2 separate regions of the Ovis aries genome follow, and region 1 is linked to region 2. Evidence: chromatin contacts called from public Hi-C data. All regions are on one chromosome and are shown on one strand. The core of a region is the stretch at or near the end of the contact, and the rest is flanking DNA. Distances in the headings are between cores, read along the strand shown.

Region 1 (2,805 bases), core at 207-2,706, 200 kb before region 2:
CAGAGTCCTATGACTCAATTATGCTACTGTGCTTACCAAACAACTTCTTGGAAAGTAAGAGTTGTTGAAAAATGAAATTCAAAACAGCCTGTAAGTTATCATACGCAGAGAAAAGCAGTTCCACTGGTCCTTAACCAGTAGTCACGTGAAGGCCAAGCAAAAGAAACTACAGCTCCGTCTATTTAAACGTTTCCACTTTCATTGTCCACAGACTGAAGAGCCATAGGAAGAACCAACCTGCTTCATTTCTGTAAGTCGCTTTTTCTCAGCAGAGGTCTGGGAACAGAAGGCAAGAGAATCGGGGAGCAACTGCCACGTGACCTTCTTATGACTGCCCTCGGCTCAGCCCCCCACCCTCCTCCTATTGTTTCAGACCCCTCTCTCAACAACCTAAATCCCAGCTTCCTAGAAGAAAAAAAAAAAAAAAAAAAACAAGGAAAAGCATACTGATATTCAAACGTATAGAAAAGTCTAGGTCACTTCCATCGTGTGACGTAACTGTAAGTCAAAATGAGTGAGCTTTACATTCAATTTTAAATGGTGAATCTGCTGTATTTGAATTCCAATTAAGTACTTATAAATATATGGAATTCCTTACACAGTCCCTTTAGTATCCTTTTAGACACTGTATTTTTGAAGGAAAAATATACAATTTCCATCTCTTGAGCCAAACAACAATCCTGCTTCCAGTATTTTAGCCAACAGACATCTAAAATAATGCTTGCTGACAAATCAGTCATCCAGTTTCAGATTCCAAGACCCAGAGAATCTGAATACAAGAGCCAAAGTCCCGCAGCGCACAGTGCTAACTTTGAGGACATAGAAGCAGAGTGGTGGTGAAGATCACTCGACTGCCAAGTTTAAATCTCAGTTCTGCCGCTTACTGAGCTGTGTTACTTAACTTCTCCAGACTTCAGACACTACTGACCACATGGGGCTGTCATGGGGACTCAAGGTAACCTGTGTTAAAACAGTGACTAGATCTCAATAAACATTAGCTGTGACTGTAACAATGTATCATGCTTGAAAATATCACATAAAATTAGCATTTTCCCAAAAGTCAGGCCATCATTTGAAACTTAAAGGAAAATGCTGCCTCTCAGACAACCTACCTGAAACTACTATGTAAGAAAAAAGCTTTCAGCTCAGGTCAAAGTGTTCATTCTCCCACTTACCCTAACCTCAAAGATAAACTTCCCATAATGTCCATCAACATGTACAAACTATTCTGACTTATCTACTGGTCTGTGACCAGAGAAAAGCAAGTTTCAAACTATTAATAACAGATGGCTGTTCCCAGTTAAACAAGCCAGGAGAAATGAGTGGTTAGCCACGGCCAGGGCCTGGTGTTCCCACAGAGGCAGGGGAGAGAAGCTGGTGACTCCCTTCCTTATATCACAGGTGTCCCCAAGAGGGAAGGCACCCCGCCACCTCTGTGTCCTGGAGTGTCAACAAAATCCTGTCCACTGGCACCAACAGGGCCCCAGTTAGTTGACCTTCTGGGCACAGTGGAAAACAAGGATTGCAGGGACACGCGCTGTTTTATACAAATAAGATAGCAGAAGCAAAGATTCATTATTAGCGTTGGGAGTTAACACCTTATTTTCGAATGAGGCATGGGAATCCAGTAAACGAGCTTAAGAATAACTTCACTACATGATGGAAGTCTCTTTCCTCTCCCGTCTCCCCACTACCCCTTTCTGCAAAGTGTGACAGCAGTTCACATTACCACTGCAACCACTACAAGCAACACTATTTAAACTGGAGTCTGTGAAAAACGTCTTTGGAAGATGGACATGTAACTCAGAAACACGGAAAGGTACAAAGGGACACACACTCACAAAAAACAATAATAATAATGCTACTGCTAAAATTCTTTCCAGCAAATCTCTGAAACTGCAAAGAATACCACAAGCTGTCCAGGCAGGGACGCCAAGAACAAACGCTTTGGGCCATTTCATCTGGACCGTGCACCACGCGACACTGAGGTTCGGCTGATTTAACTGTGAAAGAGCTCCAGAAGAGCTGAGTGGCAGTACTCAACGTGGAAACACCTCCACTTACGTCAAGGGGAAGCCAGGGACCTCTCTGCCTGACCCAACTACGCGGTGCATGTCTGCTAAGTAGCGGCAGTCGTGTCCAACTCTTTGCGATGCTACGGACTGGAGCCCGCCAGACTGCTCTGTCCGTGGGATTCCCCAGGCAAGAATACTGGAGTGGGTTTCCACGACTGCACAGGGGGGTCCTAAATGCTGAGAACCACAGAAGCAGCAGTGACGGGACATGAGACTGGACCCCAAGGTCTATGAGCCTGAATCACATGTTCAGGTGAGGGGGCTTTGGTCACCTCCTGATCACTAGATTATTTCTCAGACTGTCTAAACTTCAGTCATGTCTGAATTCATGTCTAAAAAATCGAGAAGGATTACCATCCATTACTCATCTCCTGCTGCTGCTGCTGCTAAGTCGCTTTAGTCGTGTCCAACTCTGTGAGACCCCACAGACGGCAGCCCACTGGGCTCCGCCATCCCTGGGATTATCCAGGCAAGAACACTGGAGTGGGTTGCCATTTCCTTCTCCAATGCATGAAAGTGAAAAGTGAAAGTGAAGTCGCTCAGTCGTGTCCGACTCTTAGCGACCCCATCCATGGACTGCAGCCTACCAGGCTCCTCCATCCATGCGACTTTCCAGGCAAGAGTACTGGAGTTGCCTTCTCCAGCTCATCTGCTAACCGAACCCAAACCCAAAGAAATAATCTTTTCAGAATTGCCAAATGACAACATCACCTCAGATAAACCTCAAACA
Region 2 (3,010 bases), core at 273-2,772:
ATTAGGAAAGTATGATAACACATTTTTAGGAGTATTAGAAAATACAAAACAAGGCTACATATAGTTCCACTATATAATTATTACAATTATTTTTTAAGTAGATAAGTTAAAATTTTTTAGTTGGAGTTTCAGTATCAAACTCTCAAAAATTAATAGAATGCATGTACAGAGAAGTAGAATATAGTAGACCAGAAAAGCACTATTAACCAATCCAATGTAATTAAGATGTATACAGTTTTCACACAACAGTAAGATACGGATTCTATTCAATTTCCCATAGACTGTAAACTAGGAGACACTGGAACATATCCAGGGACATGAAACAAGGTGCAAAAACTTTACAGTCTAGAGGTATTGAAATCATAGAGAGTGCTCTCTTATCACTGTGGAATTATGCTGAAAATCAATATCAAAAGATATTTCAAACTAACCCATATATTTTCAAACACCATGTGACATTTACCTAAAGAGCTCTTCAGTTTAGCCATCAAAGCCTCAATAAAGTTAGGCTGAAAAAAATAGAGGGTGATCGCAGAGAAGAAGGCATTTAAACGAGAAATTAGTATCACAGTGAGAAATTAATAGTAAAGGTACTTTAAACAAAATCCTATGTATTTGGAAATTAAATGTCTAGTTTTAAAACGGAAGAGGCTCCTTTTCCTAATACTTTCCAGCCTCGAAGAAAGGACCAAGTTCATCCTGCTGACATCATTATATTATGACTGTTACTGGAGATGGTTTGGCTCTCAACTGCAATGACACGTCTCTCCACTAGGTCCCCGAACTTCTTTGGGGGAATGGAGATGGGGGTTAGGGGGAGCAACACCAAGAGCTCTGGGCCCTCCTTGTAGCTCAAGTCTGGTCTCTGGGGTTGAGCAACTAGCCCTTCTCTGCCACTTGGTCCATTTTACAGATGAGGAAACTGACTCGGAAGAGTGGAAGCTCACTAGCTGTGATCTGTCTCCCGCACTGAGGGCCAAGGATGACACCACGCAGGGTACCTTTGCAGAGCTGCCAGGAGCCCTCGCGGCATCGCCCTGGAGGCTGAGGACACAGTCTCCGCAGCTCACCCGGACCGCCCCCCAGCGCGCAGGGGCGCGGTCCAGGGATGCTGATTTTGCCCCCAGGGTGTCACTGAAGCGAACCTCTGATCAAGAACCGCTGCATCTCCAGGGGCTCCGCTCGCACTGAAGCTGTTTGGATTACTCGGCTCCTCTGTCGTTTCCCCGTTAGCGCAGTTTCTGCCCACGCAGCATCTCTGGCGTCCCAGCGATTATTCTCGGGGCACCAGAGGAGGGAAGGGTTCACCTGCCCTTCCCGCCCCAGGACGACAGCCCCAGAGGGCTGCGGGCACCCGTCCCCGCGGGGCCCTTACTGAGTGCCTTGTCTGCACGTCTGCGCTGCTGGGCCCCAGGATAAAGCCCCGGGCAGCGACCCCGTCCTTGAACAAACCCGGAGATTGCTTTCACGACTGCAGGGCGCACACGTGGTCCCGGAGTCCTACAGCGCGGCCTGCTGGAACAGCCGGTTACTCCCTGCTGCCGCTGGGTCCCCGCGCAGGGGCTGAAGGCTGGTGCCGACCTCCGCATCCACACCAGTACTGCTCCAGTTAGCCTTTTCAGTAGCATGGATTTCCTAAGGACAGCAACAATAACAAAATCTCCACGAAACGCAAGGCTGAGAACGCCGCTGAGAGCAGTGGTTTCGGGAGGGAAAGTGTTAGAGTTCTTCCAAGCAAAGGCTGTTTGGCTCTCAAACGCACATTTGGGAAATCGAAGGTCCTTCCATTGTTACTGAAAGTTTCCACAGAGACTGAGATTCCTGTGAAATCCATGTGCTCCGGATACCTTCCCCTGCCTCCCAGACTACCGCACGACTTCATTTCCTTAGAAGGATCAGGAGCCTCCCTCAGGTTCCGTGGTATTACTTAATGAGATGTGTCCGAGATGAATAAAGATGTAGTGTGTGCGTATATGTATGTGTGTGTGTGTATGTGATATATATGTATATGTATATGTATATGTATATGTATATATATATATATATATATATATATATATATGCTTTCCTGGTGGCTCAGTGGTAAAGAATCCTACTAATGCAGGAGACACTGGTTCACTCTCTGGTCCAGGAAGATCCCCTGGAGAATAAAATGGCAGCCCACTCCAGTATTCTTGCCTGGGAAGTTCCATGGACAGAGGAGCCTGGCGGGCTACAGTCCATGGGGTCATCAAAGAGTCAGACATGACTTAATGATTAAACAACTATATATAAAATTAAATATATTAATATAATTAATTAATAATATATAAATAGAAAATATAATTTAAAACTACATTTTCTATAAATAAATTATATAATATATAAAATATACTAATATATTAAATTATAGGATTAAACAACTATATATATAGTATGTGTATATATATAGACACAGTGACTAAATAACAACAACTATACATACACACAATGGAATAATACTCAACCATAAAAAATGAATGAAATTATGCCATTTGTGGCAACATGGATGGACCTAGATGATCAAACTCAGTAAGTCAGACAAACACAAATATTACATAAAACAAACTTATGGTTACCGAAGGAGAAGAAGGGGGTGGATAAATTATAAGTTTGAGATTAACAGATACACACTACTATATATAAAATAAACGACAAGGACCTACTGTATAGCACAGGGAACTATATGTCTTGTGATACCCAATAATGGAAAATAATCTGAAAAATAATAGATAGATATGTAAACATATAACTGAGTCACTTTGCTGTATACCTGAAACTAACACAAAACTGTAAATTAACTATAACTCAATTTTTTTAATGGTAAAGAAAAAAATAACTCAGGATAAGTCCTATTTCTGGTGGCTGGATAATTTCAGCTTTGAATGAAAAGGCAAGGGCAGACCACTGAAAAAAACCTTAAAGGTTGGATTCGTGTATAACTGTACTCCTTTTCTTCCTCTGTGCCCCTCAGCAACAGGTCTGAATGTCG

What was found. Hi-C and Micro-C count contacts between places; a contact is called where the count stands out from the background.
Region 1: a Hi-C map of liver shows a contact between it and region 2, with 2.9 times the contacts expected there. The contact joins two enhancer-like sites. A contact is called at or near these places in 2 of 16 Hi-C or Micro-C datasets (hypothalamus and liver).

The regions. Positions count from the first base shown.
Region 1 is chr26:37,866,827-37,869,631 of ARS-UI_Ramb_v3.0, reverse strand. The region is part of intron 3 of PSD3 (pleckstrin and Sec7 domain containing 3); the gene reads right to left. Among named protein-coding and RNA genes, the nearest start is that of PSD3, 180 kb to the right of the region's middle. Within about 2 kb of position 1,456, at least 2 of the 54 cell types and tissues checked have an H3K27ac peak or open chromatin away from gene starts, as enhancers often do. A contact at or near this core is called in liver, where this site is marked.
Region 2 is chr26:37,664,548-37,667,557 of ARS-UI_Ramb_v3.0, reverse strand. LOC121818043 (a long non-coding RNA gene) reads left to right here. Exons shown (of 4, transcript XR_006058149.2): 4 at 1-1,976. Among named protein-coding and RNA genes, the nearest start is that of TRNAC-ACA, 6.0 kb to the right of the region's middle. Within about 2 kb of position 1,522, at least 10 of the 54 cell types and tissues checked have an H3K27ac peak or open chromatin away from gene starts, as enhancers often do. A contact at or near this core is called in liver, where this site is marked.